7 separate regions of the Mus musculus genome follow, and all the other regions are linked to region 5. The links are chromatin contacts, called in public Hi-C and promoter capture Hi-C maps. All regions are on one chromosome and are shown on one strand. Each heading gives the region's core, a stretch centred on a gene start, on an enhancer-like site or on the middle of the called end of the contact. The rest is flanking DNA. Distances are from core to core; before and after follow the strand shown.

The links. Promoter capture Hi-C pulls out the DNA fragments that hold promoters and counts their contacts. A called contact is a pair of places that touch in the nucleus more often than the background predicts.
Region 1: a contact with region 5 is called in a Hi-C map of pre-B cells, with 5 times the contacts expected there. The contact joins the promoter of Ppcdc here to the promoter of Nptn in region 5.
Region 2: a contact with region 5 is called in a promoter capture Hi-C map of erythroid cells, with 2.4 times the contacts expected there. The contact joins the promoter of Scamp2 here to the promoter of Nptn in region 5. A contact is called at or near these places in 3 of 39 promoter capture datasets (erythroid cells, liver and pre-B cells) and 1 of 115 datasets of contacts at active chromatin or transcription factors (pancreatic cancer cells).
Region 3: a promoter capture Hi-C map of pre-B cells shows a contact between it and region 5, with 3 times the contacts expected there. The contact joins the promoter of 1700017B05Rik here to the promoter of Nptn in region 5. A contact is called at or near these places in 1 of 39 promoter capture datasets (pre-B cells), 1 of 484 Hi-C or Micro-C datasets (B cells), 1 of 115 datasets of contacts at active chromatin or transcription factors (pancreatic cancer cells) and 1 of 9 other capture datasets (liver).
Region 4: a promoter capture Hi-C map of pre-B cells shows a contact between it and region 5, with 2.7 times the contacts expected there. The contact joins the promoter of Senp8 here to the promoter of Nptn in region 5. A contact is called at or near these places in 3 of 39 promoter capture datasets (3T3-L1-derived adipocytes, erythroid cells and pre-B cells) and 1 of 115 datasets of contacts at active chromatin or transcription factors (extraembryonic endoderm stem cells).
Region 6: a contact with region 5 is called in a promoter capture Hi-C map of pre-B cells, with 2.8 times the contacts expected there. The contact joins the promoter of Neil1 here to the promoter of Nptn in region 5. A contact is called at or near these places in 1 of 39 promoter capture datasets (pre-B cells), 1 of 484 Hi-C or Micro-C datasets (B cells) and 1 of 115 datasets of contacts at active chromatin or transcription factors (pancreatic cancer cells).
Region 7: a contact with region 5 is called in a promoter capture Hi-C map of neutrophils, with 2.6 times the contacts expected there. The contact joins the promoter of Gramd2 here to the promoter of Nptn in region 5. A contact is called at or near these places in 3 of 39 promoter capture datasets (liver, neutrophils and pre-B cells), 1 of 484 Hi-C or Micro-C datasets (spermatogonial stem cells), 2 of 115 datasets of contacts at active chromatin or transcription factors (extraembryonic endoderm stem cells and pancreatic cancer cells) and 1 of 9 other capture datasets (pancreatic islet).

Annotation. Positions count from the first base shown.
Region 1 is chr9:57,438,412-57,441,444 of GRCm38.p6, forward strand. Ppcdc (phosphopantothenoylcysteine decarboxylase) reads right to left here and starts at 1,703. Exons shown (of 7, transcript NM_176831.5): 1 at 1,659-1,703. It overlaps Scamp5 (secretory carrier membrane protein 5), which reads right to left. Exons shown (of 7, transcript NM_020270.3): 7 at 2,916-3,033.
Region 2 is chr9:57,559,266-57,562,322 of GRCm38.p6, forward strand. It overlaps Scamp2 (secretory carrier membrane protein 2), which reads left to right and starts at 1,679. Exons shown (of 9, transcript NM_022813.3): 1 at 1,679-1,845. The coding sequence starts at 1,789.
Region 3 is chr9:57,261,315-57,264,347 of GRCm38.p6, forward strand. 1700017B05Rik (RIKEN cDNA 1700017B05 gene) reads right to left here and starts at 1,285. Exons shown (of 3, transcript NM_028820.2): 1 at 1,115-1,285.
Region 4 is chr9:59,748,652-59,752,026 of GRCm38.p6, forward strand. Senp8 (SUMO/sentrin specific peptidase 8) reads right to left here and starts at 1,998. Exons shown (of 2, transcript NM_027838.3): 1 at 1,927-1,998. Myo9a (myosin IXa) reads left to right here and starts at 2,523. Exons shown (of 44, transcript NM_173018.2): 1 at 2,523-2,694.
Region 5 is chr9:58,580,685-58,583,832 of GRCm38.p6, forward strand. It overlaps Nptn (neuroplastin), which reads left to right and starts at 1,556. Exons shown (of 9, transcript NM_001357751.1): 1 at 1,556-1,842. The coding sequence starts at 1,752.
Region 6 is chr9:57,146,448-57,149,796 of GRCm38.p6, forward strand. It overlaps Neil1 (nei endonuclease VIII-like 1 (E. coli)), which reads right to left and starts at 1,858. Exons shown (of 10, transcript NM_028347.3): 1 at 1,637-1,858; 2 at 154-610. The coding sequence starts at 587.
Region 7 is chr9:59,678,802-59,682,057 of GRCm38.p6, forward strand. Gramd2 (GRAM domain containing 2) reads left to right here and starts at 1,353. Exons shown (of 12, transcript NM_001379375.1): 1 at 1,353-1,451. The coding sequence starts at 1,411. Pkm (pyruvate kinase, muscle) reads left to right here. Exons shown (of 11, transcript NM_011099.4): 11 at 1-571. The coding sequence ends at 33.

The sequences.
Region 1 (3,033 bases), core at 453-2,952, 1.1 Mb before region 5:
TTTGCATTCCCTGACCTATCATGCTGGTCCAGAAGTGTCCAGCATTATAATATCTGAACATTATAATATCTGATTCTCTCCCACCACTACTGACCCTCCCAAGAAAAAAACAAAAAACAAGCTTATTTTATCACATGGTGCAATGTTCCCTTTCAACCTCCAGAGTCGAGCTTGAGTCACTCTTGGCCATCCTTGGACTTCAGATTAATTTTTCTTCCCACCCTCATAGACTGAGGTACACATACAAGGGATACACTTGATGCGCTGGCTACCTAGACCAGTCTTATATTCTAAGCTGCATATGCAGGGAACAATTTTTTTTCATATTTTTACTTGACCTTTATTATAACCACAGAACTTACACTTAGTCTTATGTATATTTCAAGAAAAAGTAGGGTTTGGTGGCACATGCCTTTAATCCCAGCACTTGGAATGCAGAAACAAACAGATTTCTAGGAGTTGAGATTCGAACATACTAAGTCCTGTAGCTAGGGCTACACAGTGAGACCCTGAGAGGGAGAGGGAGGGAGGAGAGGGAGGGAAAGAGAAAAAAACGAGGGGGAGAATGGAGGGGAAGGGAGAGAGAAATTTAAGAGAGACACAGAGAGAACACATACACAGCAGAGAAAGAGGCCTCTGTGTGAGACTATAATTCTCTCAGTTTAATCAAGGACAAAGTATAAAATTTCCATGTATACCTACCAGTAATAGAATGGGCAAGAATGTAGCCAAGAAAATGTGACCACAGGATACGGGCAAGACTGTAGCCAAGAAAGTGTGACCACACTGCACCTAAGGAATGCTGGTTGCAGCCAAAATGTTTGGCTTTCCAATGGATGTCTCAAACCGGAAGTAGGCATGTTTGCCTCTAAAGTTACTGCAGTTTCATCTGTACACCTCTTGAGGACACGTGTCAGGAAGATACATCACAGCCTTGCTGGTTCCCAGCTGCTAGAAAGAAGCAGAAGACCCCAGCTCCCAAACACGCATCACTTCCTGCAGCTGGGAATCTCTCCTGCCCACTATCTAGTTCTGGCTTCCAATATTCCAAACGTCGGTGACGGTGACATTTTTTTTTCTGACAAAAACTGCTCTAACTCTAATTTGAAATGCCACTCGGCAAGTTTAGGGTTTAAGCATCTAAATACTGCCAGCGTTCTCCTTTCTCTCGTTTATGATTATAAAATACAATTTGAGGCACGTTGGCTCAGCAAGGTAGCTTGCAGACAAGTCTGAGGCCCTGAATGAGGGCGGGACTTACAGGGTAGAACTGAGTCCTGCAGGTCGTCCTATGACCTCAACACGCACGCTGTGACAGCCACCCCTCTTACAAAATAAACGTAATTTAAAAAAAAAAAAAAAAGTTTGTATTTCGGGGCGGTCCTAAATCTTTGGGAGGGGGGCACCTTATGCTGCAGTTTTTCAAAGGTAAGCGTCAAGTGTGGGTGTCTTTTAAACTAAGGATAGAGCATGATATCTGCGGGCACCGGTGCAGCTGCATAGCCCCCAATTCTGAGACTGGAGTCACACCTATAGCCCCACATCTGACACATTACACATGGACCTTCACGCGGACCCACAGCGACCAGAGGAGCTTCTCCCACCGCCCCACCCGGCGGCACCACCGACACAGCTTTCCCGCCCCTTCCACTGCTCACCAGCTCCAGGATACCCGCAAGTATCGCGGTATCTAGGCGCCTTTCCGGCTCTAAATGACTCCAGAGAAAGCGAGTGATCGCATGGCCTTCTGGGAGTCGTGGTCTATTTCTGTGGCTTCTGGGAGTTGTAGTCATTGGGGCTCCCTGTGCAAGGCTAAAGCCACATTAGGCAGGGGAGCCGCGACATTGAAAGGCTCACTTTGAGCAATCTTTTTCTTTTTTTCTTTTTTTTCTTTCTTTCTTTCTCTCTCTCTCCCTCTTTCTCTTTCTTTCCTTCTTTCTTTTTCTTTTTCTTTCCTTCCTTTTCTTTCTTTTTCTTTTCTTTCTCTCTTTCTTTCTTTCTTTCTTTCCTTTCTCTCTCTCTTTCAATAACTGGCATGTCTGAAACTTAGAACTCTGCCAGCTTCTGCCTCATAAGTGCTGGGATCAAAGGGGTGTGCTACCGTGCCCATTGCTACTTGAGAGGAATCTTGAGAGATGACCATCACAGAGGATCTAGACAACATTCTTAGAGAGCACATCTTTGGCAAAGCCTAGGCACATTCGAATCGTTGTAGTCATTACCCTGCAGCAATCAGAAATTTCAAGAACTTACATGTTCATTGAGCCCACTCAATCAGCTTCAAGAGACCCACCATGGGAGCTAAGGAAGGCCAGTCTTCTAGTCCTAACACTAAGGGCTATGGTGGTTTGAATATGCTTAGCCCAGGGAATTAGGAACAATTAGGAAGTATGGCCTTGTTGGAGTGGGTGTGGCCTTGTTGGAGGAAGTGTGTCACTGTGGGGGTGGGCAAATATATCTTCCTAGCCACCTGAGGCCAGTCTTCTCTTGACTGCCTTTGGAATAAGTTATAGAACTCTCAGCTTCTGTAGCACCATGACTGCTTGGATGCTGCCATACTTCCCGCCTTGACAATACTGGACTGAGCCTCTGAACTTGCAAGCCAGTCTCAGTTAAATGTTATCCTTTTATAACAGTTGCCTTGGTCGTGGTGTCTCTTCACAGCAATGGAAACCCTAAGTCACAGACACAGTCAGGCCATGCGCCTCACTCAGTGTTACAGGCCACTCCTATTTCCTAACTGGTAGTTGTGGCAACTACTTCATGGCCTACTCAGGGCTGCTTCAGAGGAAGGATCACAAAATACATGGTTTTTGGCATCACAGATCCACTCAACTCAATTCCACAACCCTGCTTCACATCCCACATCAAGGCTTCATTGAGACCCACATGGAGACAAGTAACACAGAGGGACATACAGGGTCAAATGATCCCTTTATTATATTCATCCAGTTACACAGATAGACACTGGCTCGGGCAGGTCAACTGCCAATGAGGGGATAGTTTGTGTCTCTCAGAAACAAGGGGCAGTGG
Region 2 (3,057 bases), core at 429-2,928, 1.0 Mb before region 5:
CTAGTTATCTTGAGTGGGTGATATCGCACTGGGTTCTGGTTATTGAGTGGATATCTGCTTTGGGTGTATTGGGATTCCTGGCTAAGCAATTTTTACATGTCAAAAAGGCTTTTTTTTTGTCTTTACTATTCTCATTGTACATTGGTACTAGTTAGAAGAGACAGCATGTACAAAGGCCATGAGACAAGAGAGAATAGGGAAGTTCCAGGAACTGAAAAGCCACTAAAGAGTAGAATGAAGAAGTGTAGGCAAAAGAAGGGGTGAGAAGAGATGGGGACTACACATTCAAAAAGACTCTGAGGGCAAACTAAACAAGTGGACTTCACACAGCAGAATGGTTTAGGGGTGAGGGTGCTTGCTGCTGTGCCTGGTGACCTGAGTTCAGTCCCTGAAAATCACATAAATGTGGGAGGAGAGAACCAACTCCACATTAGCCCCTAACACATGCGCTCCCATCCACCCCTCATGTGCACACAGCATCACTACTACCACTACAAGAATGACTACTACTACCACCATGACTATTAAAAAAAAAAAAAAAAAAAAAAAAAGCTTAAACGAGATCACTGGGTAGTTCTGAAGTGGACCTGTCAGATTACTGTTGATAAACTCCCCAGGATGTAGAAAGATGATGTCTTCATTGTAAATAGTTTTGTTTGAGATTCTTAGGAAATATCTTGGAAAAGGACATGAACATTCAAGCTTTAAGCCTGATTCATTTTACTCTAACATAAAATATACACATAGTAAAGGAATATTAACTTTATGTCAACAGCCTTTAACAGTAAATGGTAATTATGCTGGAATTTTTTTTTTCTTAGCTGGTGAGAAGAGTATCAATCAGACTCTAGGATGAGAGATTCCTCAAACCTACAAACAATAAAAAGGCAACAAAACCAAGAAAAGCAAACCAACCTGCCAAAAACCCTGGAAAAACAATAACCAAACAACCAAAAGCAAACAAAACAAAACAAACAAACAACCCCCCAAATAAAAACAAAACAAACAAACCAAAACCACAAAAATCAAAAAACCCATCTGGTTGCAACACAAGAATAGACCAATCAGTAGCGCTGTTCTATTCCAGGGTAAGAAACGATTCAAGCTAGATTTCACAGCGGCCCGAAAGACATGGATAAATAAGTTTGTGAGTTTGTGAGTGAATTAACTACCACCTCTAGGATATCTATGAAATCACAGGAGGGTGGAGCCTAAAAGAAATCCTGCTTATCTAGGGCAGGGGTTGATGCAAGGTCTTCCAGCTTTATCCTGGAGCACAGTTGTTCAGATAACTCCTGTTTGACATGTCTCCCCTGTCCTTTTGGTCCGGGACTTGCTCGAACGCCTCAATTTTGCCCTCTAGGAATGAATGCATGATCCTTTCCTGCCAGTCCTTTATTTGGAAGCTCAAAATAAATACACATAGGAAGGAAGACATCAGAAGAGATTCTGCACCGGAGGACTAAGTGGATAGAAGGTTTGGGTATGTAGCTCAAGGCTACACCTATGTCTATTATTCGTGAGACCCTGGATTCTATCCTCAGCATCTCTGGAGATAAAAAGAAAGTGGATGGAGACAGAATGAATAACCTTCGCTTTCTAATAGGCTGGGCAGGGGCGGAACGGACCTTTGTGACGTCCAGGGCCACGCCCCCACAGAGGGCGCTACGCCTGCGCCAGAACGGCTGCCTTGCTCCCGGAAGTGGAGGGTTTACACTGTGTGCCGCTGGGTCTGAGTGACCAAAGGCAGTAGCGCTCGCGGAGATCACCCGCTGGCCCTCGATCACCATGTCGGCCTTCGACACTAACCCCTTCGCGGACCCAGTGGACGTAAACCCCTTCCAGGTAGAACCCCCAATTCTCAGATTTCTTTAGGGAAAAGGGCTGCGGCCTGGGCCTCTTTCGCCAGAGCCGGGGACGTGGCGTAGGAGGGACGGATCACCTGTCCAATGGGAGAGCGGTATCTGAAGGCTGGCCTATCATAGTTTGTATGGAGGCGGGACTTTGCAACAGGTGGAACTGCGGCAAGGGGGCGGGGCGCTGTAAAGAAGTGGGCACTTAGAGCACCCCGGGTTGTAGCCCATCCGACCGGCCTCTGCTGGAGAAAAGGGCCAAGCACGCGCTTATCCTGGGGAGGTGTCTTAGAGTCAGAAAGGGAAGCAAAATGTTGCTGTGCCATTTCTACAGTCTTGGGGGATCTACCTGTATTGAGTCATCCTAGGAGAAAGGCTCATTGAAACATAATGAGGAAGTAGAAGTCTGTTGGGGTGGAGAAATGTGGAGATAACCCAACACCTAACAGCAACAGCAGTAGCGAAGCAAGCATCTAAAGTACAGGAGAGTCCCTAGTGTTTATCAAGAAGGCTGAGAGAGGGTAGGAAGAGAGGCCAAGCCAGAAAATTACTTATTGGCCAAGCACTTTGTTTGGATTGAGTTTGGGCCACACACTTTGAGGAGAGGGAGGTGAAGGAGCTTGGAGCCCAAGGTACACGGGTCTGACAAATCTGCATGGGTGGTTACCGGCCTGACCTTTGGAACTTTGAAAGAATACAACAGTCTTCGGACCTAAGCCAAAACCTTCGCGTGGAGAACGCAGAGATGCCCAGTTGTCTATGTTGAAGAACTGGAACTCCTTTTAGTGCCAAGGCGCGTTCTACTTCTCCTTTCATGTCTGCCCGAAACCAGTTTGAGGGACGCATGCTTGTGATGACTGGGGATTTATGAGCGCAGCTGTTCCTCCGGTGTTAGTATGTCACCAAGCTCTTGAATTCGTCTTGCTGGTGCTTTATTTTGGTCCTCTACAGCTTCAGCATTTCCTGAAGGTGTTGGAGAAGTCCACTGAGCTTTTCCAGGGTGGGTCCTTCCAAGGGTGGGAGCAAAGCAAAGGCGCCTTGAACTAGATGGTTATACACTCAGGGAGTAGAGTATGACCATCTTCTCTTTTGAAGTTTTGCAGTAATGGGATTGAACCAGAGCTTTGTTCGTTCTAGGCAAATCCTCCACCGCTGTGCATATTGGGTAACACTGAGCCCTTGGATTATTTATAACAGGATCTCT
Region 3 (3,033 bases), core at 35-2,534, 1.3 Mb before region 5:
CGAGGGAGACAGACAACTCCGTGGGTCCATTTCCACGTCACATCCTTGGGGCCTCATGAAGAGCGCGATCCCAGCCAAGTTGAGGCCCGCATCAGTATTCTCTCCGCTCTAACAGATACCAGTCTTCTAAAAACTTTGCGTGCTGAGGTTCTGAGCACTCACTCAACGTGGAGCAGCCCACACTTCTCAGTTTGAGAGAAAGGGTCTCCCCGGATGCTCCGCTCCTAATTTCCCTCTCCCGGCCCCGCCCGTGACCCTCGTGCCAGTGGCTCACAGCCAGCCGGCTTCAGTAGGGAACTGGCGCCCCACCGCCACACCAGGCTTCCGGGTGTCCCCAAGCCTCTCTCTCCGCGCCTCTGCAACGCACGTGCACCCCGGCAGGCTGACACACAGACTGCCGTGGGCCACGCATGCAAAGCTGTTCCTACACGTACATGCATGGCCCGAATCTGCACACATGCCCCCCACTGCCCAACGGTGCCCTTCCTTAGCTCACGTAAACGTGTAAAAAAGTCAGGAGATTCGCACTGGGAACCCCACGGATCGATGCCCGCAGACTGCACTGAGGTCCAGAAGGCTGGGGGGCTGGGGGGGGGGCGGCCTCAAAGTCTGGGCAGCCACCTCCTTCGGGACGATCCCGCCAGCTTGGGCTGTGGCCAGAGAGTGAGTCAAGCAGTGGCTAGGAAACCGCAGGCGGTCCTGTTCCAACAGGGTTCGTCCACGGCCCCGCGGCACCTCAGCGCCCGCCGCCACCAATCCCAACCCCCCACCGCCACCCCGAATCGGCGCCCGGCAATCCGCGTGAGCCTGGCCCCGCGAGAGGCCCGAGGGATCCGCCTGACTCTTCGCCAGCCCTAACGCCCAGGCAGTGCTGTGGCTCCGGAGCTCTACCAGGCCCAGGGAGCATCCAAGTCCTGGCAAAGTCTGGGCAGCGGTATGACTGGGCCCCGTAGTCTGACCGCCCGAAGCCTCAGCACCTGGGCCCCGGTCCCCGCGCTCCGTCCTGGGGCTGGCCGGTAGGGGCGCCCTGGGGCAGGGCCACCCGCCCCTTGCCCACGCGCCGCCCGCAAACTCGGCCCAAGTTTCCGCGCCTGCCGGGTAGGCGAGCTCCTACCTTCAGAGCACCAGGCTTCTAGCGGCCGCCACCCGGAGCAGCCGCGGCATCTTTCAGCGCCGCCTAGGCTGCGGGTCCCTGTCCCGCCGGCCTTGCGCGGGAAGTCGCGGCAGGCAGCTAGCCCAGAGAGACGTTCCGCGCGACCGTTCGTGCTGCCGCTGGGCGCCGTTTGTGGTCCCGAGCGGGGCGGGGCGGGGGCGGGGCGGGGGCGGGGCGGGCCGTTGAGTGGGGGCAGAACCCGGCTGTGCCTCTGGGAGCCTGCGCTCCCCTGGGTCCTCCCGTGCCGAAGGCCTGAGTGGAACCAACTTTCCCGCGACCCGGCCTCTGGCTTTGTGCACAGTCTTCGCTCGCCTCCTTCCTCAAACCTCTGCCCCGAGGGCGATCGTAAGCCCTCATTCAGTCATTCCGTTAGATCATTCATTCCTTGCTACTTTCTAGCCATGTGACCTTGGACCTGCCACTTAACCTCTATGAGCTTCAGTTTCCTCATTTGTAAAAGTGATATTCTGCCTCTTAGAAATAGGGCCATCAGGCTTCGAAAAGATGTGTAGCACATAAATTGGGGTATGGGAGGCTGAGGCAGGGGAATTGCTGAGAGTTTGAGCTGAGCCTGGGCTATCTAGCAGTCCTTTTTTTTTTTTTGTTTTGCTTTTGCTTTGTTTTGTTTGGGAAGGTCACACTATATAGCTGTGGCTGTCTGGGAACTTACTATGTAGACCAGGCTGGCCGTGAACTCAGAGACACACCAGCCTCAGCCTTCTGAGTGCTGCAGTCAAAAGCTTGGACCACCACACTCAGTTCCTAGCAAGACAATAAAAATGCTAAAGGATATCTCGAGGCAGCCCTAACTTCCTCAACAAACAAGTTGCATTAGGAAATTAAGAAGGACTTATGAGGTAAAGTACAGACGAGTATATATCAGCTCCTAGTGACCTGGAGTGGGCCAGGAATGAGACTCTGGAGATATTGCCAAGCGGCCTTGGTGGGCATCTGAGCCTTTCTGGCAAATGTGTCGCACCAGAACCGGTCTGAGCATGAGCAACCTGGAAAGCTGATGGGATGAAGCATCCCTAGCCAAGCTGATGTGTTGCAGAAAGGGGCTGGGAAACCCACTGCCTCTGTTCACCTGGACTCTAGCCCATCTGGTTGTGGGGCCTTGCCCAGCTCAGCGCTAGCACCTCTTTCTTGGAAGGAATCTAATCCTTGCAGTTCCAGGACTGCCCAAGGCCAAGGCAGGGTCGCATGGTGAAGAATAGTTGAACACCATAGAGATCAAAATTAGTTTTTGGGGCAAAACCACTCAGAACACCCATCTTGACCCAAAGATCAGGACTGCCTGAGTCAGAACAGAGCTGAGGGCACAGGTATGGGAGAAGATGGGGCTGGGGCGGAGGGGCTGGGCTCCAGGTAGGATTAGGAAGAGGAAGTGAGGTCACTCAAGGAGAAGGGGAGGGTGTCTCTTGGATTAGAGCTGGAAGATTTTTTTACAAATAGAGGCTAGACAAATAGAGGAGAGACTCTGAGGTTTGGGGCTTTCCAAATCACATTGCAAATTGGGACAGAAGCCCAGGTTGCCTGGGTTTTGTATCTTACTAACATGCTTTAACACTAGAAAGGTGCATCTGTGCCCTGCCAGCTCTGGGTCATGCCAAATCTGACAGGCTCAGCCTTCTCTCAAGGAGATATTGTTTCCTACTATCACACATACTAACTCTGCCCTCTTCTCCCTTGTGCGTAGCATCTTCTTCCACTCCTGATGTCAGGAGTGACTTGGGAGGAAGACAGTGAGTGCCCTTGGCTCCTGTGGTCTAGAACTCTCAGGCTGTAGACCCAAGGAGGACCCCATTATGTCATGATTAGCCTGCAAGACCCTAGGGCCCAGCTAAGACTACAGCCCCATTATTTTGTCTCAATTCATT
Region 4 (3,375 bases), core at 748-3,247, 1.2 Mb after region 5:
TTTTTCTGTCAAGTGAATTTTTTGTTTAAAAGCCTGTATTCCCCAATACTGTGGGACTGTAAGAAGGCTGCGTTTTAAATATCTTTATATCTTGTTCTTAAATTAGTAAATGAGAAAGACACTTTGAATTGTCAAGGCTGAGTGTACAGGAATGTCTAGGGCGAGTGGATGTTGGGCTTAGAATCCCATAATTGGCTCATCTCTGTTTTGGGGGAGGGGCTAAAAATGTAGATGGTTTTTAAGCTTTGAGCCTGGACATATAGCTTATACAACCGGGTTACCAGGAAGAGGAAGGGTCCATAACTGAGGTGATCTGATTAGGATTGGAGATGGGAAGCAGAAGTGGTAGCCGATGCAAAGAGGATCCGAAAGCTTACGGCCGCCTTGGCTACCAAGCAATTCAGTGAGTCCCTATTGCAAAAACCCAAAGCAAGAGCAAAAACTGAGAGAAGCTGGGGATAGGGCTCAGTTGAGGAGCACGGCCTAGCACTAGCTGCAAACTTCCCGCCTACATGCCCTCCCCGCCTCCCACGCACACGGAACCGTCCTGACTGGAAAGGCAGGAGTGGCTTCCCTTCTCTCAGTTCCCAGAGCAGTCATTTAATTCTTTCAGTCTTCTGCTAAAGCTTCTCATCTTATCTTCAATTCTTTCTCGTCAAAGGATTCCTGCTTTTAAGGTTTGGAAATCAACTCCCTCAGCTTCTTGTCTATTCACACCACTCATCGCTCCTGTGTAGCTTGCTGGACTCTACCCTTAACATTAGTCATCTAGTGAGCTATAGTTTGTTGGAGGGGTATTAGTTTTACTTAAAAAAAGAAAAAAAAAAAAGCATCCTAGGTGATTCTAATGGACGGACAAGCTCGTGTTCTCCTGCTGTTTTTCTCTTCTCTACCCCTCCTCACCCTTAGTCATTCACTTTCAGGTTCCATGGCTCACCCTTCACTCACCCATCACGCCCCGACCTCCCCAAGTCAGGACTGACCCAGAGCCCAGAATCTAGTGCTTGTTCTACTCACTGAGCTAAACTTCACTTTATTCTTTGAGGCAAGGTTTCACTATGTATCCCCTGCTAGCCTGAAACTCGGCGTGTACTACCATATCTGCTTTTTTTTTTTTTTTTTTTTTTTTTTTTAAAATTGGCTCAGACTGGCTTCCCACTTGGAGATCTAGCTGCCTTATTCTTTCAGGAGCTAACAGGCCAGCCATCCCAGGCAATCAGCCATCTTCAAAAACAGCCTTTGCACCTGCATCTGATTATTTCTTGCACTTGTTATAGTTAAGTTTCCCCCGCCTTGTGATCAAGATTGGCCTTAAATTCACTCGCCACATAGTCTAGTTGTTTCAAATGGAAGTCTACCTGCGCGGTTTTTACTAGGTATATGCCAATCCTCTTGCTTTTTACTCTTAGGTTGTTTGTCACATGCCTTTGTACTAGCCTTTCTCTACTCCCATTTTCTTTCTGGCCAGTTTCGGTCCACCAAGGTTTTAACACGAGTTCTCCACAGGCCTGAAAGTCATTTGGGAAAAGTCCTCTTCTGCAATCAAGGACCCCCCCCCCCCCACTCCCCCGTTTGTGTTCAGCTCATCCCGTGTTATTTTACTGTGTTACCATTGCGGATTCTTTGTTTCCTACATCACAGCACTTCAAAAGAGCGGATATTTTTTCATTTTCTTCTAATATTCTGGATTTTACAGCATAGAAACAACTCAGTGAAAAGTCTGTGGAATGAATGGAAAGAAATACTTGGCCACGGGGGCGGGAACAAGTGGGGGGAGGGGCGTGCGTGTGTGGAAAAGGGGCGGCGCTGAGAATCCAGCTGCAGAATGAGGAAGGGGCTCGGACACACTAGAGTCTGCGTGGAGCGCAAAGCGATCCACTGCTTCCAAAAACTGAGACAAACCTAAGTAGGGAGGAGGCGTCTTACCTATTCCTCAGGCCTCACCAACCCAACCAGCCTTCAGGGAGCTCTGTACTGGCCGGAAAGTGAGACTTAAGGTCGTAATCCCAGAGTTTGCCTTTCCAACCTTACGACGTTTTTATGTAGTAATCGAGAATCTAACACGGAGGTCTCAGCCCTGCCGTAAAGTGAAGAAGGAATGGGGAGGCGGGGCCATTCGGAGGGTGGAAAATAGGCGTGTCCGCGCAAGCGCAGGCAGCCCGCTCCAGCAGCGTCACGTGCGGAGGCGGGGCCGGGCGGGGCTGTCCGGGGCTTGGCAGCAGGGGGCGTGGGAGGTAAGTGCGCGCGCGCCTGCTCGGCTGCTGCTGGAGAGCCGCGCGGGGCGGGGCCGCGTGAGCGGGGTCGGGGGCGCGCAGGCCTGAGAGGACTGGGGACGCAGAGGCAGTTGGCGGTGGCCGTCGGAAAGTCCTGGCAGGACGGGGAGGGACTGCGGCGGAGATACCGGTCCCCGGGCAAAAGCAGGGACCGCGGTTTAGCTTCCAACGCGTGCTCTCTGGGCGGGGTGCGGCGGGGGATGTGCCTGCCCAGTCCGGGCGGAGTCTCTCTGACAGGGCGGGGGATGCGCGGCCGCCGCTCTCTCGGACCCTGAGGCGACTGGGCCCACCCTCGCGGAACCCTCCTACCCCCCGGCGGCCTCGGCCTCTGCTTTCTCCTTCTGACCCTGGAAACCGAGCTGGGGAAGCGGCTACCGCCGAAGAGGAAGGGGCTGTGGTGGCCACCGCGGCGCAGCCAGAGGTAAGACCCGCCCCAGCACCCAGCGGCCCTGCCGCCTGGCCTGGCCCGGCCCACGTCTCCCGCTCGGCTCTTTGGCTCCCGGAGGGCTGCCCCGCCCCGCCCCGGCGGAGACGCCCCGCCAGCAGCTCTGCCCCTAAAGCCTAGCAATCGCCGGAGTACCGCCGGGATTCCACCCCCAGACTCGACTCTCCCGTACCTTTCATTGACCAGACACCATTCTGTCCACCAGTAGCCGCGGCGCTTCTGTCACTGGCCCCCTTCCACCTCCTGCTAGAACCTCTTTAGACCCTCTTTAGGACTCTGACTGGAACCTCTAGACACCGTTATGTCGGAGCGGATCCTTGTCTGGGAACCAAGGCCACTACTGCTTCCTAATGCATTGCTACGTCCCAGATCTTTGGGTATCCTACGAGTCATCGCTACCCGAGCTTTCATAGGGACCCTCACGCAGCTTACTTCCAGTCAGGTTTGCTAGGTTTTCCCCCTACCCATACGAGCTTTCAGATAGCCCAATGTCATGATGCTCTTACCTAGTAGGTCTCCGGTTAGCCCTTCAAATCACCATCAGAGTGCTGGATCGCCCCCTCACACCCCCCCCCCCCCCGCCCTGGTGTAGTTTCTCTAGAAGACCTCTTAAGCAAACCTTGTTACCTGATTTCTAACCAATCGGGATCTTTGGTT
Region 5 (3,148 bases), core at 306-2,805:
TTTTTTTTTTTTTTTTTTTAAGATTTATTTATTTATTATATGTAAGTACACTGTAGCTGTCTTCAAACACTCCAGAAGAGGGCGCCAGATCTCGTTATGGATGGTTGTGAGCCACCATGTGGTTGCTGGGATTTGAACTCCAGACCTTCGGAAGAGCAGTCGGGTGCTCTTACCCACTGAAGCCATCTCACCAGCCCCCCTCTGCCTCCTCTTTACTCCAGATTCTCTAACCCTTTGAATATAGTCAGGTCAGCAGGCCAGTTTACCCTTTCTCACTTGTAAGCCACAGAGACACCCGAGGATGTCTGTTGTGACTCATAGATGAGCTAAGCCACAGAAAACACTCCTTTGCTAACCACAAGTGCTGAGGGTGGTTCAGGGAAAACAAACAAGCCAACTCCCCCAAATCTGTGTTTGTGTTCGAGAGCCTGTGTGCCCGCACTGGGAGGCCAGAAGTTGCCTTCGGGTATCTCCCTTAACTATTCTTTTTCTTTCTTTCTTTCTTTCTTTTTTTTTTTTTTTTGGAGAATACTCAGTTTTTGAGGTAGGGTCCCTCACTGAGCCTAGACCTCATCGATCGGCTAGGCAGACTAGTTAGCAAACCAGAGAGCTCTTCTCTTCTCCAGACTCAGATTACAGCGTTGGCTCTGGTGGCCATCCTTTTCTGTTTTATGCTGGGGAAACTCAGGTCTTCACGTTTGTGTATCAAGCATTTTTAAGGACTATGACATCTCCCCAGTACTCTCTCACCGCAAAAGAAGGCATTTCTCAACTTTCTATGCAACATGGCTAAACTCCTTTTTGATTGCCCCTTTCCTGTGGGTCATCTCTGATACACCAGGCTGAACAGTGAACTGAGTGGAAACTATTTTCTTACGGGTTTCCTCTACCAAAGGTTCTGCCTATTACTGGACACACTGTGACTTCCTTGTAGAATTGGATCTGTAGCCCTGCACAGGCTAGCTCTTCAGGCCCTCAGAGCTTGTGAAGCTAAAATAAGGCCAAAGAGGGGTGGGGAGGGCACAGGTAGGGAGGAAAAGGAGGACACTTGAAGGCTGAGGGAACAGATGTCCGTGCAAGGAAGCACAGCGATCGTTAACACTGCCTGGAAGGGAAAAAAAAATCCACGAGGCAGAGAGGTTGTGGCCAGATACCTCTAGGGGTCTCTGGTCAAAGTCCAGAAGGAAAAGCAGGGTTTTGATAAGGGGTACTAATAGGAAGCTCAAAAGCAGGGTCTAGGGTATCCATTTCTGAAGCTTCGAGCAGTAACGCATGAAAGGCAGGATGGGTGGGGGGAGCATTGTTTTCTCAATGCTTCCTCTAATTTCTGAGCGCTAGGATCCCATAGAAGTGAGAACTGTACTCCGCCGTCTTCCCCCGTGGGAGAAGGAGCGGGTGGAGTCCCCGCCTCGCCCCGTCACGTGGCCAAAAGCGCCCTTCGCACGTGACCGCCCTTGTGCTTGGCCAATCAGCCTCTGCAGGGGCGGGGACTTGGGGAGGGGGGGGAAGAGGGCCTCTTCTCGCGAGCCTTGCCGCCGGTGCTCCTGGCCCGCCCACGGCCGCCAGCGGAGGTCTCGCGAGGCTTGGACGCTGCGGCGGTAGGAGGAGGACAGGGAAGGACGGAGCTCGGCCGCGGCTGCCTCCCTCGTTCACTCCCTCGCGCGCGCGCTCGCCCGCCCCCTCCCTCCCTCCCCTCCCTTTCCCCGGCCCCGGCCCCGGCCCATTCGCTGCGCGCTCTCCGGCTAGGGAGGATGTCGGGCTCGTCGCTCCCCGGCGCCCTGGCCCTCTCGCTCTTGCTGGTCTCTGGCTCGCTCCTTCCAGGGCCAGGCGCTGCTCAGAACGGTAAGCCGAGGGGCCGGGGGCGGGTCGGGCGGGGGCGCCCGGCTCTGGCAACCAGAGGGGCCGGGCCCAGGCCTGAGGGGGATGCCGGAGCCGGCAGCGGGCGACCCGGCTGAGGCGAGGAGGTGCTTCGCGGAGAGGTGGAGGCGTCGCTTTGGTGCGAGCCCGGGGCTCTGTAGACAGGTCCGCGGCGTAGGGCTCATCGCGCACCGGGAGCTGGAGTAGCGGGGGCGGCTCTGGAGAAAGCGGCGGGAGACAGGCGTTCGAGTTCGAGCTGGCGGAGGGGTGGTGTCGGCGAGAGAACCGGGCTCCGCGGGCGCTGACACCCGGGATTCTACTGGGGCCCTGGAACCCGGGTGACATTCTGCAAAATGGGAGGAGGGGGGAAGCTGGGGTCAAAAGGATCCCGTAGAATACCTAGAGGCAGCAGACTGCTTGAGTCTCTCAAGGAGAGGGGTTAGTGAGCGATTCGGGAAACCTTGGATTTGGGGGTAGAGGGAAGGTGGGTGGAAAGATGGAGTGGGTTGACTGCAGTAGGGGGACCTGGAGAAGAGAAGCAGCAGTGTCTCCAAACGAGCTGGGGGAAGAGGATTGGGTTTTGCCAAGGAGGGTGGAGTGCTGGGCATTCTAGGGTAGCGGTTGGGAAAGCAAAAGGGAGTTTCTAAATAAGGAGAGGAAAATGAGCAGAGGATGCGGGGAAAGCTTTAAAACCGAGGTAGAAGAAATATCAGGGAAGTAAAGGGTGCCTGGGTATAGTGGTGGGAGTGGGGGAAGACGGAAAAATAAGGGAAGAGAGTAAAATGCAGGAAGTCGGGGGTGTAATGTTGCTTTGTAGCGCGGCGGATACATTAGGGAGGGGACGAGTTGTGGCAAATGCTTTATGATGCTAGTTCGGCCTTTGGGGAGGGCTGGGACACAGCCACATCTGCAGTGGTGGGATTGAGGGCAATGAGAGATGGTGGCAGGGGAGATGGAGGAAGTGGGCTTTTAGAACTGAAAGTTTCAAGATTGCAAAGATGTTATTTCTGAGGAATATGAATGTGGTCTCTGGGTTGGGTTTAAGGTACAGTGGAAGTGAGAATTGGGTTGCGAACTGAAGCTCTTTAGAGAAGATGGTGAAAGATAATAGGCTTGGGGAGCTAAACATGACAGATTCTGTTGGAATTGTCACAGTCCGTTGTTGAACCGCACATTCAGATACAAACCTAAAGGGATAATGAACCTAATTCAGCTATTGTGGAAACAACTATTAGGAGGTTTAAAGATTTCTATTTTAAACATGAAAAAAATTAATGAGAAGTTGGTTAGG
Region 6 (3,349 bases), core at 608-3,107, 1.4 Mb before region 5:
TGATGCTGTTTCTGTATCCTCAGACCTCCGGCTGGTCTCCCTCCTTTGGGCTGCCCTCTCATAGACACCATCTCGATAGATGAGGGACTGAGGCTTAGTAGAGGGCTGGGATTTGTTTCTTATTGGTCTAGTGCTCCACATACCCAGGCCTACCTGAACCGTTCATACTCCAGCAAGACACAGGGTCCACGGCCTGGTTGCCATTCACCCCCAGGATCCCAGTGGCCAAAGCGACGGATGTCTACGAAGCAAAGGGCAAGCCGGGGAGCAGGTGGGGCTGTGTAAAAACGTAGATGGGCGTGGCGGGGCAGTGCCTCTGCGGGTACCAGCTGGAAGGATCCTGACATCCCAAAGCGGAAGACAAGGGACAGTGGCTTCTGAGGGGGCTGGGACCCAGGCAGGGGGCTCAATGTCAAGCGCAGCTCCTTGCCTCGGGCTAAAGCTGAGATGTGGTAGGCACTGCTCTCAAAGGGCACCTCCGGGTTCCGGCTGACAGAGGACTTCTCCACACACCCACCAAATACCAGCCCCTTACATGTCTCATTCACAAAGTGGCTGGCCAGGTGCAGCTCTGGGCCCTCTGGCATTCTGAAGGAGGAATGGCTGGGCCCTGTAGTAGGAAGAGGACAACAGGTCGTGCCAGAAATGTCTTGTTCAGTAGGAATTATTACCAAGTTTGTACAGAGGAAAAGTCAGAGACACAGAGAGGCATAGCGCCATATAGGATAGGCAAAGAAATGGTGGCCTGGCCACCCATCCAAGGTACTGGGTACCAGGAAGCTGAAGCTGGGAGGCACATGGCTGTCTTGCTCACTGGTGCTTTCCTTCCATGGCCTCCACACCTCGCTTTAGAATACAGTTCAGATTCTTGCTGGAGCCTATTACCTTGTGTCCCCCAATCCCTCCTACCCACTTACAAACCTGTTCCTCCCCAACTCCTGGCCTTTGCCCCTGCTGCCTCCCATCCCACACACAGTAGGAAGTTTGAAGGAGGCCTTCTCTCTCCCTAATCCACATCTTAACTTAGGAGCTCCCAAAGTTCAAAGCTACTCAGCATCTGTTCTAGCACCTCACGGCACCCAAGGCAAAGCTCGGGTCACTCATCCACTACAGCTCAATCAGGCCCTGAATCTGTCTACATCCATGGAGGTAGAAACTCAAATGTGCGCTGGACCAATGGGATTGACCTAGCCTGCCATGGTCACCCAGGCAGAAGAGAGAGGCTTTCTCCCGGCTGCCTTCTTGTCAGGACAGGAGGCAGAAGTAGGAGAAGGGTAAGCTCCAATCTGTGCACAGCCCTGTTCTCATGGATCCCTGGGGTGCCAGGAAGGACAGGGCTCTCGTTCTTTGTCCTCACCACCCTCCTCTATCCCTCACCTCGCGCTTTGCTACTAGCAAGATCTGAGGAGAAGGTAGGTAGGGAAGACGGGCGGTTTTAAAGTAGACGCGTTGGGGGCTTGGCACCAAAAAGGGTTCGGTTTGCGGAAAACCTTCAGAGTCCTAGTTTTGCGAGGTGTGAGATAGCGCACACACCCAACAAAATTTTGGTTTCTCTGTCTTTCCCGGGCTCCCAGATCCTTTAGATCTTCACCTTTACTGAGACCCCGAATCGCCCCCATTAAAGTTGAATGAATACCTGCTCTGGTTACTGCTCAACCTGAGGCAGCAGCCAGTAAGGGGTTAATCCCAGCAGTCTGCCGAACTTCAGAGCACGCTGGGAAAGGCTAGAGACACTCTGGTACCTGCTGGGAAATGTAGTTTTCTCAGGCAGGCGGCGCAGTATGGAATGGAGTTCCTTATTTATGAGAATCCCGGGTGTTGGGCAAGCTTTGGAGCAGTCGCGTAACCCGGAGGTGACGAAAGAACTGTGAGCAGAGCCTTGTTCCGAACTGGTGCCCGGAGTCGCAGCTGCGTCTGCAGTTGAAGTCACCAGTTAGCCTGGCCAGGATTGACGCCAGCAGCCGGAAACGGCGCTGTGTAGAGCCACAAGCAGCTGTATGCGAGGCATACACAGGTGCAAGATAAACAATCCCTGGGGACCCAAGATGGCCGTGTCAATGAGCAGTCAGATGTAACATATAAACAACTTTATCACGGCCTGCGGGAGCTAGGGGGCCGAGAGGGGGGAGTGCATCCGGCAATACCACAGGGGCTTATATCTGGGGCAGCACTAGGTAAAGTCAGGAGTTAGGCACAAAAGCTTGGTTTGACTGTCACAACCTCAGGCAAAAAAAAAAAAAAAAAAAGTGTCGGCAAGATACCTTTTGCCAGGCACAAGGGATCGATTCAAAGTTCAGGAACAGAAGCTGAGGAAGGCCTGTGTGGCTGCCGCAGGGGTGAGTGGTGATGGGTAGGCTAGGGGAGAACAAGAGGAGAGAAACATTGGTGAGGCTAAGCCTCAAACGTCCCTGGGAGATGGAAGCAGCATTATTAAAACGTATAAAAGAGAAAGAAAGCCTCTGCAGGTGCGTTGTGCTGACCAACAGCGGAGACTCACCCTTTTACACACTTATTTCTCTTGTTCCTCCAGTCACCCATTTACTCATTTCTTATATTTTTTAGGAGAGGACGGTTAAAGAGAGGGTCTTGCTATGTATTCCTCATTGTCCTGGGCCTCAGACTGGTTCCCAGCTTCCCCTGATCTTCTCTTCAGCCTCCTCAGTAAGAACTGGGATGATAGGAAAGGGCCACTGTCGTGGTTTGAATGAGAATGGCCTCCACAGGCTTCCCGTCTCATCAGGCGGCTGTACTCACGTGTTCAAGCATGAACTAGCAAGCTCGCACACACATGGGGTGGGGAGGGAGATGATAAAAATGTCTTAAGAAACACAGCGTGTGGAATATAAGCAGAGTGGAATATTATACACTGCCTGCCACAGGTAGCAGCATAGGTGATTTTGAGGATATTATGCTAGGTGGTAGGTAGGTCAGTTACAGAAGGACAAACACTGAGATTCCATTTATGTGAGAAGTCCACATTAATCAGACACACAGAGTGAGGAGAAAGATTGTTGAAGATGGGGTAGGGGAGGAGAGGTTGATAGTAGGAATAAAGTTCCAGTTGCCTAAGATGAGCAAGTGCAGCATGCGGTCTGTAGCTAACACTGTTGTACAGCAAACTCTCTGTTGGATTCTTTTTTATTGTCGTTGTGCTGTGTATATGATGTGTGTGTGTGTGTGGGAGGTATTCATGTACCACAGTGCACATGCGGAAGTCGGAGTCAGGTCTCTCTGGCCAGTTGAAGCAGGCCTCTCTTGTTTATGCTGCTGTACTGCACTCCAGGCTGGCTGGCCCCAGAGCTTCTGAACAGCTCTCCCGCCTGCACCTCCCATCTCCCTCTCCATTTAA
Region 7 (3,256 bases), core at 103-2,602, 1.1 Mb after region 5:
ACCAACACCATGCGTGTAGTGCCTGTACCTTGATGGCCCTCTGGAGCCCCTCTTCTAGCCCCTGTCCCTTCCCCTCCCCTATCCTTTCCATTAGGCCAGCAACGCTTGTAGTGCTCACTCTGGGCCATAGTGTGGCGCTGGTGGGCTGGGACACCAGGGAAAATTAATGCCTCTAAAACATGCAATAGAGACCAGCTATTATTCAGGGCCCTACCTGAGCCAGGGGTGGAGGAGGAATGCAGGACTGGAAACCCTGACTTTATCACAGAAGGGCGGCAGCATCTCTGGGCTTTGCTTCTGTAGAAAGTTGTCAGAATTCCCAGCCCTAGCCTGGAGTCAGGAGACAGCAAAAGAGTAGGGGCTGAGGGTGTGGGGCCCAGGGTCCCAGTGTAGATGACGACTTCTGGCCCTGGCCCTGACCTGCTTTCCCAACAGCTTTGGCCTCCCCACTTCTTGTGCACTCCACTTCTGTCACTGCAGACACTCCACTCTCCACCTTGTATTCTGCAGAGTCTCCAGGCCTGTTGCTATAGTGCCCACCTGAATGTCAATAAACAGCAGCTGAAGCACCTGTGTTGTGTTTTGTTTTGTTTTTTTCCGGGGGTTGGTAGTGGTGGTCGAGCCCTGCCCTTTGAGCAATTGAGAATGACAACAGCCAGGAGGCCTGGCCTTGGGTGCTATGGATCCACCAGATAACCTTCAAGCACGGGACCACTGGAGACGCCGGAGACTGAATACTTTGGGAGTATATAAGTTGCCTCCTGCACCAAAGTGCGGCTGTGTATCGGGAAGCTGATCCGTTCTATTTCAGGGCAAATACTAGAAAAGTCTGGGACAGGTTCAGCTAGCACCTAGAATGGTCGAATAGTGGGCTGATCCCTGTGGTAGAGGCCTGTTGAGGGCGCTGTAGGATGAGTCCCTGATTGGATACTTCACAAAACCCTCAGCCTCCATAACAGTTAAGCACAAAGGGTCTCTTGTTTTCCTGTTGCCCTCAGGAATAAGGTACATAGAAACAAGGTGGGACCCTTGTCCCTGGCAACTCCCAACAGCCACCTAGTCAGAGGCTAAGGCCTCTGAAATTGAGATGTTGCAGCACCAAGAGCTCAGGTTAGGTAAGGAGGTTGGAAGGCGGAGTAGAATGAAGAGCCCTGAGGGAACATTTTGATATGAAGTCCCATAATTGAGGACCCAGGCCCTGGTTTCCTCGACCTCACAATTTTGAAGACCTACCTGCAGCTGGGACCCATCAGGGCGGTCTGGGAGCGGGGAAGGCTCCACCAATTGAGCCAGGCTCATTCTGCGCGAGCGGCCAATAGGCGTGTGGGGGCGGGCCTTTCCCGGGGTGGGCGGTCCCCGGAGGGCACTGGGTCTGGCGCACGGCCTCGGGCTCCCGGAGAAGGCGCTGCGATGACCGCCCTGAGCCGTAGCGAGCCTGTCGAGGCGGGCAGGTAAGGGAGGCGTCCCGGGGCTCCAGGTCCAGGAGGCTGCGACGAAGGGCAGGGCGACTCTGGGAATGCCGCGCCTAGGCGCCTTCTGCCTCCCGGCTGGGCACTTCCAACCGCAGAAATTTAGGCTTGGACCCTGCGCCTCCGCCCGGCTGTGAGGTGTGCGAGTCTGGTGCGATGTATCCGATGTGTCTTGGTGGCTTCAGGCGAGCGGAAGGCACGCTCCCTTCTGGAAATCACCTCGTGTCGGCCACCCTCGCGGTCCATTCATTTGTGTTTCATTCATTTCTCGCCATAACGACCCCCCAGTCCCGGTTGTCTCCACACACAGCCTGGCGCTTCCCTGTGGGCCTCTGCAAAATCAGCTCCTCTCCTCTCCTCTCCACTCCCAGCGGGATCTACTCTTAGGAGCACACTCGGCTGCTTCTGAGGCAACGTGGAGCTGTCCCAGCACGACTCGGCCGCACCCCGTGCGCCAGGCCCGGGCGGGCTGGGGCTGGTCTCCAAGCCCAGAGAGCTGGTTCAAAGTCGGCTTGGGAGGAAAGGAAAGTTCTTGCAGGTAGTGGAGAATAAGTGGGGGGAGAGAAGACAGGAGGCGGCATGGCAGATGACATCAAGAATGGTAACTGTGAGCTGGGAGGGTAGGTAGTGTTTACCTAGCATATATAAGGCCTTGGATTTGGTCCTTAGCACTGCATAAAACACATTGGTGATGCACATCTACAATTCCAGCACCGTATGCAAGATGGTTCATGCTTGCTAGCTCCTGGGAAGCTTACATGAGCTGAGATTCAGGGTCATCTTGGACTACATAATGATTTCAGGTCCAGCCCTGGGGAGTTAGGGAATTTAACTTTTGAAGTGGTGCAGATGAGATTATTTAGGGGGAAGATGCGGCCCGTTGATGAAACTGTAAATTCTTGCTCCCACCCAGCCCCAAACCTGCAGGATTGGACATCCCTGGCCAGCCAGGATGGATTGAGGTGGGGCAAATGTGATCTTGTTCCCACATCAACCTTGGTACATAGGGTGATGAGTTAGCACTCAGTCCTCTACGGGCTTGAGGGGGTGGGCTAGCTGTGATCAGCCTTTGTCTCTGGGTTTGCCTCCTTCAACGTACGTATCTGGTTGTGCAAAGGTGTCCTTCCACTCCTAAAGCTGGAAGACAAGAGTCTTGCCAGAAGAGATGGGTAGAGGGTATCGCTCGCCCTGTGGACTGCTCTTCAGTCTCCTCATAAGGCCAGTTAGACTGCAGCATAGAAAGGCATTCTTAGAGTAAAGGTTAGAGTTTGGCAGTCATTAAGGGTGTTCTTAGTGGGGACCTTGGGGCAAGTGAGCAGACCCAGTGGGCAAAGCTGACTGGTTTCACCCCAGCAATTCAGGAGGTGTCTGCTGGGGCCAAGTAGAAAAGGTTTTCTCAGCTTCCCAGAGGGCAAGAAGTTTCTAAATAGTCTGGAAAGGTCAGACTGAGCCTCATCCAGGCCTTACTGTTGGTGCTTGTTTTAAAATTTCAAAACTCGGGTTGGTCCTCAAAACTTTATCTGGGACTAGAAGTGAATATGTTAATTCATTTACTGGGGATGTTCTGGTGACCCCACTAGGGGTGAGGACACAGTATTCAGGGTGGTTTATGCCTGCTAGCCTCCAGGGAGCTAGCTTTCCCATGATCTGCTAGTGCTTGTCAAGGTGACTCCACCCAGCCCTTAAGCTGGCTAAGCTGTTGCTTTGGCTGCTGAGAGACACGTTCCCTATTTATAAGACTGACAGGAAGAGCTTCACTCTGAGAGTCAGAGATGAATTCAGATGCT